2 separate regions of the Drosophila melanogaster genome follow, and region 1 is linked to region 2. Evidence: chromatin contacts called from public Hi-C data. All regions are on one chromosome and are shown on one strand. The core of a region is the stretch at or near the end of the contact, and the rest is flanking DNA. Distances in the headings are between cores, read along the strand shown. Region 1 holds the start of Hn (Henna). Region 2 holds the start of Mp (Multiplexin).

The links. Hi-C and Micro-C count contacts between places; a contact is called where the count stands out from the background.
Region 1: a contact with region 2 is called in a Hi-C map of the Kc167 cell line, with 2.0 times the contacts expected there. The contact joins the promoter of Hn here to the promoter of Mp in region 2. A contact is called at or near these places in 2 of 107 Hi-C or Micro-C datasets (the Kc167 cell line and gastrula embryo).

The regions. Positions count from the first base shown.
Region 1 is chr3L:7,758,506-7,764,669 of dm6, forward strand. It overlaps Hn (Henna), which reads left to right and starts at 1,948. Exons shown (of 5, transcript NM_079239.4): 1 at 1,948-2,151; 2 at 3,058-3,730; 3 at 3,789-4,051; 4 at 4,117-4,346; 5 at 4,407-4,661. The coding sequence starts at 2,122. The coding sequence ends at 4,569. It overlaps CG32373, which reads left to right. Exons shown (of 9, transcript NM_206297.3): 7 at 1-116; 8 at 215-438; 9 at 504-618. The coding sequence ends at 545. It overlaps Clk (Clock), which reads right to left. Exons shown (of 8, transcript NM_079240.3): 8 at 4,728-6,164. The coding sequence ends at 5,708.
Region 2 is chr3L:6,994,909-7,001,894 of dm6, forward strand. It overlaps Mp (Multiplexin), which reads left to right and starts at 3,935. Exons shown (of 20, transcript NM_001300033.1): 1 at 3,935-4,095; 2 at 4,727-4,927.

The sequences.
Region 1 (6,164 bases), core at 698-3,197, 760 kb after region 2:
CTTCAACTACACTCGTTGCAATATTACCTGCAACGCGGGTTATATCATGCAGGGCTCACAATTTGCGGTTTGTGGACACACCGGACTTTGGTCTAGTCCAGAAGCCAAGTGCGTGGGTAAGTACACATCAATGTACAATGTACAAACAATTTAAGTTAGTGCTATAGGATTTTATAAGACACATTATGTATTTGCTATTGCATCCTATTTCTAGAATCCCTCGCATTGAGTTGTCCAGTTTTGACACCCCCTCGCAATGGACGTTTCTATCCTGCAAGCTGCAATAATGAACCATCCAAATCACTCGCGATTTGTGAACTGTTATGTGATCGAGGCTATTTGCCCAGAATGGACACACAGCTCATTTGTGCGGCACCATGGGGCTGGATCCAAAGAAGATGGCAGGACAATGTGCCACAATATGTGTTTCAGCAATCAGTAAGACTGAGTAACCTAACTATAACACATATTTACATTTTACCTTTACGCATTTAATTTTTTAGGTGAAACAGGACGAGGGCTGCGTGAAGATCGCTCCGCCTTAACCGGATTCCACAAAGCCGTTAATTTATTTTAACATATAAAACGACAAAAAAAATAAAAATAAATTTAACCTACACTCCTGCACTGAAGCGTGCATTGATTTTGTATTGACTATCAGTCTTGGTGTGTAAAAATCAATGAAGATGTAAAACTTTTGACATGTAGAACAGATGTTTAATATTCTCCGCTGAAGACAAATCTTGTAAGCAAACGGTACAGATAGGGCTTGCTTGTTTTTCGGATGTTTAAGCATCGTCATCATAGATCACTCCCATTTCGTCTTGATTTTGGAGTGTATTGAAAGTGGATTATCAATTCGGTCTACATAAAATATTAGCCTTAATACCCTCATTGTCTTCAAAAATGACCTGATTTCTTTGCCTACTTTTGGGCCTAAATCAATGCTTTTTAGGATTGACAAAAAACATATCTAAAAATAGAAATAAGAATATTGAAACATTTTATGTCGGAAGTAAAGACATGGTATAGATATGGTTTATTGCTTTAGCTTTTGTAAGCTCTTGTAATATTACATCAGCTTAAATTTCGGGGTTATCTGTTGACGTGCTTATACCGAGTGAACTCTGAACTTGAAACAATAATAAACCTACTCATAGATTAACAATTACAAGTGGGTACCACAATGTAAGTCACCTAGACTTAAGGAAAGCGTATTACCATTTAAAAGACAAAATCCGACAAAAAGTTCGGGTGAGTGTAACGATTGGACTAATTGATTCCAGTCAATCTGATGTGGACCGCAAGTATAAAAAAAAAACCAAGAGTAGCGCGTGCCAGGCCCACTTGGAGCTATTCACTACTGAAATAATTGCCCTGAAATGCCGTTGAACTCGTTTGGTTAGAACCTGTCATTAGAAAAACACAGCCCAGATTATTCAGTATGATTTTTTGCAAAACAAAGCAAATCTAAAACTAGCTGAAATAATGTTTTGTTAATTTGGACCCCAGCAGAGGGGCGAGTCTTAGCTGATAATATTTCCAAAATACAGTGGAACATGCGAAAAGGAAGTGCTTTGGGTTCTTCAAAAGTAAGAAAACATTGTTTACGATATTATATTTTATCTATAGAAAACTGTGCCTAAGTTCCAGGAACACAGATCTATAACATTCAAAACTGGTTTTTCGAATCAGGCGTTCCTTTTTTTCGTATTTTGAATTATGGATGCTAGACTGTATTTAAGCCTCAACATTTAGATTTGATCGGCTAGACGACGGCTTCTGTAATGAAGCTGAATACTGAAATGGGATTTTAGGCCCATCGAGACACTGGGCACTGATAACCCCGCAGCCGCAGAGCCATAGCCGCGATTGGATCGCATGTGGATGCCGTTCCAAGATCATTTACTCGCCCGATTGCCCGCGATATTATTTGTATTTTTTACTGGTTTCAGTTCGGATTGATTTTCGTTTGGGCTCAGCTATGGGGCCTATCGAAAAGTCTATTTAAGCGCGCGATTCATAGAGAAATTAAATCAGTTTTAATTCGTTTGCTGAACGGATCGTTCGCCATCGGTTTTATTGTACTTATCAGTGGAGAAACCCGAGAATCTTGTGAAAATGTACCAGCGGCAGGTCTCCTTTGATAAGGTTTGTTGCTTCGGCGAGAGTCCTCTGTGCACCCGGTATAGAAAGTGATCCGTAAAATAGCTAATAAATTAAAAACAATAACAAGTTTATTATTCTGCGTTCTCAGCATGAACTTGTCCAACCTTTGAGGAAAAAAAATTCAAATAAAATATAATTTTATTATTTTGATTGAAATGAGAATGCGGATCTATAATGTATAAAACCTGTCATGGAATTGGGTTAGTTCGCAATAGTTCTAGACAAAGGAAAACAGAGTGGTGTCTGGGACTCCTAGTGGTTTATTTTATTTTCGCTCCTAAACAAGTAGTTTATTAATGTGTTTTGTAGAGTAAAACCTGAATTAAGACGTCAGGCGCATATATTGGAAGTAGAAACAGTACAGCTTAATAAGATGTCATATAAATACATTAAGAACAAATAATTCAGCCCTGTTAGAGGACCTTGTTATGGCTCAAGATCTTGCAAAGTATACTACTTGGGAGACCTTCCCACAGATACAGCACACCAAGTTCTAGGCCGAGTCCTTGGCAATATGCGCTGATTGCCATTGCGGTCGGACCTAAACCTTCAATATGGGGGTTCAAGCCAAAACACAAACAATCTCAATGATGCAGATCTGAGGCAAGTACTACAATTACAGTTCGTTGGCTCATATAAGGCTTCGGTTAAATGATTATGCGATTTGGGCCCTGGTAGCCTCTGTAATAGGAGATTTGCTGATAGACATTGCATAGTCATAAGAGCAGAGAAATATTATCTATATTAAATAGTTTGGCTTGACTGCTCGTTTAGCCCAGGTCACTCGGAGTCAATCTGTCAAATTTCCAATGATGCAATGGCTGTTTTCCCAAACAGCAAAAATATAAACCGTAAATATTTTTTAAATTACCAATGAATTTATTACAGCCAACGCGCGTAGAGGATTCGGCTTACATAGTCGAGGGTGTAGATATTAAGGAGGCCAGGAACACCTGTCTTCTGTTTTCGCCCAAGGATTCGTCGTTGTCCAGCGGAGCTTTGGCCAACATTTTGGCCATCTTCAAGAAGCATGACATAAACCTGGTGCATATTGAGTCGCGTTCCTCGCTGCGTGTTCCCGGTTATGAGTTTTTCGTGGAGGCCGATGGAAAATCGGGAGCCTTGGGAAAAGCCATCGAGGATGTGAAGGAGCAGTGTAGCTACTTTAACATCATTTCGCGTGACTACAAGGATAATGCCACGGCTGTGCCCTGGTTCCCGCGGCGTATACGCGATCTGGATCGTTTCGCCAATCAGATTCTGAGCTACGGATCGGAGCTGGATGCCGATCATCCTGGTTTTACCGATCCGGAATACCGCAAGCGTCGCAAGTACTTCGCCGACATTGCCTACAACTACAAGCATGGCGAGCCCTTGCCCCATGTGGATTACACCAAGGAGGAGATCGAGACCTGGGGCATTATCTTCAGGAATCTTACGAAGCTGTATAAGACACATGCCTGTCGCGAGTACAACCACGTCTTTCCCTTGCTGGTGGACAACTGTGGATTCCGAGAGGATAACATTCCCCAGCTGGAGGATGTGTCCAACTTTTTGAGGGGTTAGTTCGATTACTGCCCATTAGATAGAATTCGTAACATTAAATTGCTGCACTTCAGATTGCACAGGTTTCACTCTGCGTCCAGTGGCTGGACTACTCAGCTCTCGGGATTTCCTGGCTGGACTGGCCTTCCGCGTCTTCCACTCCACTCAGTATATCCGACATCCCAGCAAGCCCATGTACACACCGGAACCAGATGTCTGCCACGAGCTGATGGGCCACGTGCCGCTTTTTGCAGATCCAGCTTTTGCCCAATTCAGTCAGGAGATCGGGCTAGCTTCCCTGGGAGCACCCGATGATTACATTGAGAAATTGTCCACCGTAAGTGGCTCTTTGCTCTAGGCTAACAAAGGATAACTGTGTGATGCGTGAATTCTTTCTTTCAGATCTTCTGGTTCACTGTTGAGTACGGCGTGTGCCGCCAGGAGGGTGAGTTGAAGGCGTACGGAGCTGGTCTGCTGTCCTCCTACGGGGAACTGGAGTATTGCCTCACGGACAAGCCGCAGCTGAAGGACTTTGAGCCGGAGGTCACTGGCGTCACCAAGTATCCCATTACTCAGTTCCAGCCTCTGTACTATGTGGCCGATAGTTTCGAAACCGCCAAGGAGAAGACCATGTAAGTTACTAGGCCTAAACATATCTAACGAAAGTGTTAAATAACTTGAATTACTTTTAGTAAATTTGCGAACTCGATTCCCCGACCCTTTGGTGTTCGCTACAATGCCTATACTCAGAGTGTTGAGGTTCTCGACTCGAAGCCCCAGATTTCGAATCTGATGGACAACATTAACTCCGAGTTCCAGATTCTTCAGAATGCCGTTGCCAAGCTGCGCGTCTGAGTAGAATTCATATACATTTTTTACTCCCTCTCTTTACTTACTATTAAGAATGAATCAAATAATAAATAACATGCAATTATGTAAGTTTTTGTAACTGTTTTTTGTTTTGCTTTATTACAACTCTGTATCGATAATGTTCTGGTTTTTTTTTTTGGTTTGGTTAGCATGTTCAATTACATTTTGTTGTTAAGCTCTTTTGAAAAACATATAAACAGTTATGTACAAAATGGGTCTACATTATCCTCATCGTATTTACAGGCTTAAGCAAGTTCTAACGACTCGTCCTATAGGTATGTACAAATCTTAAACATTGAGCTAACTAAAATTATTAAGGTAGTTGTAGTTGAGTTTAAGATAGTTTGTTTCCATTTACAAGTTCTAAGTTTAAAGCATTTGGCTCTTTATCAGCTGCAGATCGAAGCATATTCGAACGAACTTTTCCAACAGTAAAATGGTAATGCAGGGGAAATTGTAATAATGATTGAACTAATGGCATTTCAGCTGTCAGAAAAGATCGGGCCTAAAGAAAACTTATGGGAATATCTTCACAGCAAAATAAATGTCAGTTGCAATCTCAACCTGAGTTATGAGTTATACATACATAATAACACTAAATCGTACGATAAATATCATTTTTGACCTCAATGACGAAGCCCAGTCTTGAAAATAATATGGAATTGAATTAGCTTTGCTCAACTCGTTTGCTTGTTAGTCGCTTCTCAGTATATTAGAATACAAATAACTTAGGATTAGGTTTTAAGGTTCGATTTCGTATCAGAGATCCTTGTTTGCGCCTCGATGGCACTTACTGGATAAGGCTAACCTATGGAAACGATGGGTTCTTGCTACAAACTACAACAATTTAGAACCTACTTACAATGGATTTTTTTTTTTTGAGACCTTTTCTATAGTACACCTATGTTTATGTTATATACAACGCATAATGGGAGCGGGGTGGGACAATACTCAGTCTGTTGAGATCTACAACTAGCTCTGGGCTTCCGATAGATGAGGTTCGATAAAGAGAGCCAGAGGCCAAACTTGATAATACACGGATATGTGGTTATATGGGTTGCCTGGAGTTATACAATTCTATCTTTTCCTATCGCTACAGAGTGTTATATACAGTGGGTATACGCTATTGACTACTGCCTGGGGCTGTGTGTGGCGAGTTGAATAGATTCTGTGATTGCTCTTGGGACATCTGGTATGGCAATATTTCCAGATCGTTTGGCAATTGGTTTTGATTCTGATTCTGACTGTTGAGAAAGGGATTCGAACTGAAGAAGCTATTTGACTGCTGTTGATGCTGCTGCAGGATTTGTTGTTGTTGCTGCTGCTGCTGTTGCTGCTGCACCAGATTGCTGCCGGAAGTGTGCATCATCTTGTTGTCCTCGCTCTGCGTTTCGGAGCCATCATCGCTGATGCCCATGTGAAAGTTGATCGAAGGACTCGATTCGGTGGCCATCTGCATGCAGGACAACAGCGAGTCCTCGTTATTATTTTGCGGAGGATTTGAACTGCGATTGTTGTTGTTCTGGTTGCCATTATTCAGATTACTGCCTCCATTGTAGCTTTGATTGTTGTTATTGCTG
Region 2 (6,986 bases), core at 2,685-5,184:
CTTCTAATATATATCACATAAAAGTCTTCACTTTTTTATATATATTTATTTATTTAGAAGCGATGAATCAATACAATGCAGTAACAGTAACATAACAGCGCAATTAACATATAAAAGATAAAACCAAACCTCTCACTAATCATGTGAGGACTTACAACTATGTCTCATATTTCGAGGGGGTCTTTAGGGTTGTCCAAGTGTTTTGGCGAAACCCTTCCTTTTTAATCTCCTTAGAGGCCTAGCAGGGAGTAAGCGTCTAGCAAGTATACTGTGGTGTCGTCTTAGTCTATCACTATATCTGCTGGTGTGCCTGGAGATCTGCTCTTCCACTGTATGAAGATTCAGATCACGGTGAAGGGTAGTGCCACGTACATAGTATGGGCAGTCTGTAATTGCACGCATGGCACGATTTTGCAATACCTGAATGCGGTTGTAGTTGGATTTTGCTGCAATACCCCAGATCTGTATTCCGTACAGCCAGATCGGGGCTACGCAGTGGACGTAAACTGCTCTTTTGGCTCTCAGTGTCATGGTGCTTTTTCTGTTTAACAGCCATCGAAGTTGTTGCATCCTTTGAAAAAGTCTTCACTAAAACCCATATTAATTTCCCCGAATTTAAAGCGCCATCTATGTCTTAGAAAGTATATATTCGAATGGGCAAAGGTACAAAAAGCGAATTCGAAGGACGAAAATCGAATTTTAACAGTGAGAACACTTTTTCTTTGCCGTGTTATTTTCAGAATAAAAATTGCCTAGCTGTTTGTGAGTCTCCGTGGCACATACACACATATATAGTTTTTCATGCATACAAATAATGAATATTGAACAACGAAACTAAACGCAATAAAATTATTTTGATATTTAAATTCAAAATGCAAATTATCACTTGACTTAATAGGGTAAATGGATTATCTCAATCGATGCGAATCCAGTGTGATGCTAATCAACAGCATCCAAATTTTTAGCACATATTAGGCGCTTTTATATTGGGTCTATAAACGTTCAAGAAATAATAAACTGGGCTATAAAAAAAGAGTCCAGCAGGTTTAGAAATACCCAGAAAAATAAGGCGACATTTTATTGGTGATAATCAGTTTTAGTTAACATCAAGTATATGTGCATAGCAGACTTCTTTTGTTAACAAACATCGAATTTGAGCGCCACACTATAAAATCTGCTTGATCTCAGGACTAAAAGCGGAAATGTGGCTATCATATAATCAAACTTATATGCAATCGGATTCTTGCTTAAATGCAAATAAACTTCAACTTTCGATGATTAAAGTCAAGGCAAATCAGGTCGTTATTTATGTAAATTTTGCATGTTTTGGTTTGAATTTTCGGGTTTTCGGGTCATTTACTCTAGAATTGTGGATATCTATAAATGGTGTCTGAAACGAGGCATAAGTGCTAATCAAAAGACCCGATAAGAATGTTGTAAGCCAGGTTTCGCCAGTTTAATAAAAATACTCAAAAAGATCGGAGATTTAGATTAAGGGTTTTAAGAAGTCGTTCGATTCCGAGACTAATTGAAAAATCAGCTAAGCTAGTACTAAATGCAATGATTATATTTATTGTTGTTTTCTCAGAAATGCGCTTAATGTTTATTTGTTTCAGCTTCAGTTTTAGCGTTTTATGCAAATCAGCAGCTGAACAAGTTTACGTTCGCTTTGAGACTAACTTCGTTTTTTTGTGGCGGTTATTTTGTTTAACGATTACTCACGGTTTTTTGTTTGGCCCAAAATGTCCAAATGGCATTTGTTTCGTTATTCTTTTATTTTGTTTTGTTTCTGCCTCGGTTTGCCGTATTCAACAGGTGGGCATTTACAAGAGCCGCCGCACAAAAAAAAAAGACACAAGTATTTGGCGAAAGATCTATGCAAATTCCAATGCTCTGTCTGGCTCACAGTGCGTATACGCGACGGGCTGAAATGCTACAGGGGCGTAAAGGACCAGTTGGTCCGATGCACGGTCAGTTGGCCATTAAACAGATTACATGTTTGGCCACTGATTCACTGCCACTAAGAGGCGCTTAAACCCGGCGACAACAACAAACTGCCGCGATAACAACTGCAATCAGCGCGTATTACACAGAGAAAAATATATGCGCGACATTCCATATATTGGTTATCTATTAATGTAACGTAATATATGTATGTATTTTTTTGGAGATAACTCATATTCATATATTCATATTCGTAAAATAACTTTGCAGTTGATTCGAAGAAATAAAAATTTTTTTGACATCATTGCGCTATTGAATGAAATTGCTTTTAGTAGATAACCTTATGTTATAGGCAAAACATTTTTCTCAGTGTCTGAGACGCAGGCCGGCTTCGGAGTTGGAAAAAAAATGGCCAGACAAACACATCGCCGGCCAAATGGATGCACAGGCATGCCGGCGAAGGCAGTTCAAGTGCACATGGCCAACATGAGCTGCGATGCTGCGATGCTGTGATGCTGCTTGAATAAACAATTGGCGGGCTTTGGGCAGTCGGCGTGCAAACAACGCGACTCTTGTGGCAGAAAATGGTCGAGGGGGGGGGGGTGTTTGGGGAATACCCCCATCCAAAAGGGGAAGGGCCGGGTGGAGACAACACGTTGCAAGTTCGATAAATGGCCGGCTCTTTAAAATAAAGTTTGCTTGCAATGGCTTTCTGATAAGGCTGACAAAATTACGCATACGCCGCATGTGCCCGCGTCGCAGTCGACGTCGACGGCGCTCTCTTTCTCTGCCAACACACACACGCGCTCTCTCTCTCTCTCTCTTTCTCTCTGGCTCTTTTCCTCTCTCAATTTTTTTTTGCCCAACAACTTGTATGAATGTGTTTTCAGTTTTTCCGGCTTTTTTGAGTTTTGAGCCTTTCGAGCCTTTTGCGATTCAACTATATCAACTGCTTTTCAATTTATTTATAGAATTTCAAATGAGGCGCCGGTGCGTAGTTGTTGCTGGAAAATTATGCTTAGTTTTATTACGTATAAATAATTAAGACGGCCAACTTGCCACAGCACATGTGGGACCAGGGGCATGTGTTCACTATGTTTTCCCGCCCCTCCAAAAATTTGTCGACTTCTTCGCACTTGTAGCCTTATCACTTTCCTATGGCCCACGTACCTTTCAAAGCCGCTTGGGAACTAATTTGCGCTGCTGTCCTGCCCGCTTTCCCTTGCCAAAGTTAAACGAAAGTGTTGCCCCGTATGGTTCGTCTCTCCAGTTGGCCCTATTTATAGCCAAGTGGTCGGTGCAAAGACGACAGCAGGGAGAAGTCGGAAAATGCTGAAGCCATAAGCACCTGCAGTCGCTGCACCTTGCAGCGGAAAATTGCCGCTTTGATTTGGCTTGCAGGAAATTCGCGTTACTGGAAATATTGTTCATAAAACGGTTTATGATATCATGTATACCGCCAGTTATATCGAGTGAGAATCATAAATTCTAGAAATTCAAATTTCTTTGAAAAGAAACTAAGAATAATGCTTATCAGTTTTTTGTTGAAAATATTGTTTTCGGAAGTACAACTATCGTTGGTTTTTTGTTAAATATAATTAATTCAATTTAATTTCATTTCATTTCCGCAATTTTGCTCATCGTACACAACGTTTAGGATACTCGTAGAAAGTCAATTAAATTCGTTCAGTTTGCACCTCAAATATTGGCTCAGCAAAACAAAATTGCACTAGCTGTTTACTAAATCGAAAACTCGATTTAAATTCATTTAAATTTAAAAGTTATCTACCATTTCGAGTGCCTTAAAACAATGCTTTTAATTGCATTTCGAATTTCGCGTTCCATTAGTATCTGTATAGGTATCAGCGACAAAAGTATCTGCCAAAATGTATTTACCATAGACGGCAAACGGTAGCATTTTGATTTCGGCATTCTCCCGCTGCCGACTGCGCTGCCAGCTGCTCTGCCGGCTGCCAGCTTTTCAGGCCTCAGTCTCAGTCTCAGTCTGAACGCTGAACGGAGCGCATCGCAGGGCACCCACACGCGAATTGAGTGCCGGCCACAACGAAGCGTGCTCCCCTGCGAAACGAAAAACATACAACTCGCGAATTTGCCGGCTGAGATTGGTACACTGCGAAATAAAACGAGATTGTGCGTTAAATGAAAGAAGAAAAAAAAAACGTAGCTTGAAAATATTAAAAATATTCATAGAAAAAGTGCATTAAAAATACAATTTTAAAGCGTTTTAAATAAACTCGTAGACTTCAGCGTACTAAAACCAAACACACTGAACAAATTGTGCTAATAAACATACATTTTAAGAGTCGTAAACAATTTTAATCAACAAAAAGTCACATAATTTATATTTCATATTAATGTCAATTATTTTTGATAAAGCTTTTGATGTAGAGGCAAACTTTTAATGAACGCAAAATATATACCGCTTCGATTTCTTTCTTAAAACATTTCAGACAAGCAAACCGTGAATCTTGAACACTCATTTTTTATGAAAAAAAGACAAATTAAATTTTCAGTGCACTTTTGATTGCGAAACTTAGTTGTCCCCCACAGCCGATCGGTCCACTTTGTGTTTTGTGTTCAGAAATCCTTCGGGCTGCCTTTGTGGCTCCTGCTTTGTGCCATTATTGGATTGGACAATGACTGGCCAATGTCAATGCCATCTCGAATGACCAATCATTGTCTGCCCATTTGGTCACTTCCATTGATCTTCCCCAAGTACACCCCTTTATAAATCCCCGTTTTGTTCCCCCGTTTTGTGTAGTGTAGTGAATTACAAGAACGGAATAACCGAGAGTATATATATAGAAAAGGAAGCCGGGGCTCAAAAGAAAAGTGTCCGAAGGCTTTGTGAAAAGTGTCCTGCTGCTGGAAACTGTCGCCCGAAACTATGCAGCAGTGAAAAAGGCCCACTTCCGCCAGGAAATACGTGGAAATATTCAGTGCCATTCAGCTGGAGACTGAGGTAAGTCCGCCCAACTATTTTTAAGCGATTACCCTTTGATGGTCACGTAAATGGGTGTACGTCCAAAAATTCCATATTGCCCAACAAATCCACTTGAAGTCGGACATTCGTAATGATAATTGCAAGTGCGGGAAATGCATTTTCGCTTGTGGTAATCTCGGCCAACGATTAGCTTTGCTTTTATTTACTTATTAAATAACATTTAGTTTTTCTCCATTTCTGCCGATATCATAATCGACCCATTCATGACGACAAACAAAATAGCCGACAAACAAACAAAGCAAAAACAACGGCAATGAACTGAAAATTAACTATGCATATTTGCGCAGCTCATTAATAAATATAACTAAGAGTCTATTGGTTTAAAAGAAGAAGCAATATTCGGCTTTTGGTTTGCCCTTGACGGATTTATTTGGCCATCTGTTGGCTCAAATATTGGCAGTATGTCTGCAATCTTGATTTAAAATCATACAAAATGTTTGCACATTATATTCACGTTTAAGGGTACTGACTTACGGATAAGTCAGCACTTCTGAAAATAACTATTGATTTGCTTACATAAAAGGAAATATAAAGGGTTATAATGCTAAAGAAAACCAACAACTCATTCTAATTTATGCCTAAAGAAAAGAACATTTAAATGTTTCTATTGCTGCAAAGTTTCTTTTAAAGTTTTCCCTATACCATCTGCAGTTTTTCTTTGCCTATCTTTATATTTTTTTTTTAGCTTCAATATTTTGTCGGCATTAGGAGTTCCCACATTAATGATCTTTCAACAGCATTATGTCGATGAAGTCTGCGATGGAGCAGCGGAAATTGAAGCTGTCGACGGGGCTAGTCAATAAGTCAACTTATTCGCCTGCGAATTTCGCGATTTATGGGGCCCAGCTTTATATATAAATACATACCTAAAGCGCGATAATTGCATATTGCAATCATGTCGAAATAAACTTGTAATTATTGCATATAAATCTTGAGTGAGAGCTGTCGCATGACTGCGAATCTATAATTATTCCATGGGTGGCTTCTGTGACAGTTTGAGTTTTCTGGTGAAATATTTGAAATATATTGAAGCATGAAGTGCATCCAAATTGCATCAGTTACAGGAAAAAATTTGACCTCCCTAAGTAATTGGTTTTTTGAAGACTTATTGCTTAATGGTAACGCACTGCATGATATGCATGGAAAATGTTGTATTTAAATTTTAAGATATTCAATCATTGAACTTTGAGAATATTCTAGTTTTTTTTGAATTTTTACCCACCGGTATCAAGTACGATTTTTTTTCATTTCCATGCGGACTGACCTAGCTTGTCCTAATTAAATGACAAATGCCCCGAATTTGGCAGGGAAAAAAGTTGTGACAGCAAACATTTTTGCCGCACATTTGTGTTAACATTCGTGGGCTTGACTGTTGAAAGTTTCCCCTTTTGTTGCGATTTTGTTGCCACTGTGTGACGACTCTAATTCACGGCAACAGCAACCGGCAGCGACAACTGGCCGAAAAGCAAATGTACTTTGATGTAATACACATAAACATTTGCAAAGGGGGTAATGTCAGCAGTATAAGTTACAAAAAACTCGGCAAAACAAGAGGAAAAAAATATGCCTAAAAATATGGTAGTAGGCTTCGTTGATGAAACTAGAACAATGTGTGCCATTTTGAGATTCCGTAGCGAAAACAAATATAAATCTTCATGAGTCAGTCGCAGCGAAACAAGTACGACTTTTCACTAAAAAAGCAATAAATGCAAACATGTAGAAATTAATTAAAATTGGCTACAAATTTGCATGTGACCCCCACACACCCACACCCCTCGATGTCGTCATATTTTTTTGTTTTTTGTTGCCACTTTGCAGTGACTCAGGCATAAAAGTGAGTGAACAATCGCCGATGTGATAACTGGAGGAACTTACGTCTCAATTAGGTCACTTGTGAATGGTAGTGCGCGATTTTCGTTCGATTCGCGCACTTGCAAAATATTTAAATTAGAAACATGCCCAGTATCCGCACAACTTGTTGCCTCATAAATGCCGCATACTCGCATCTCATCATAAT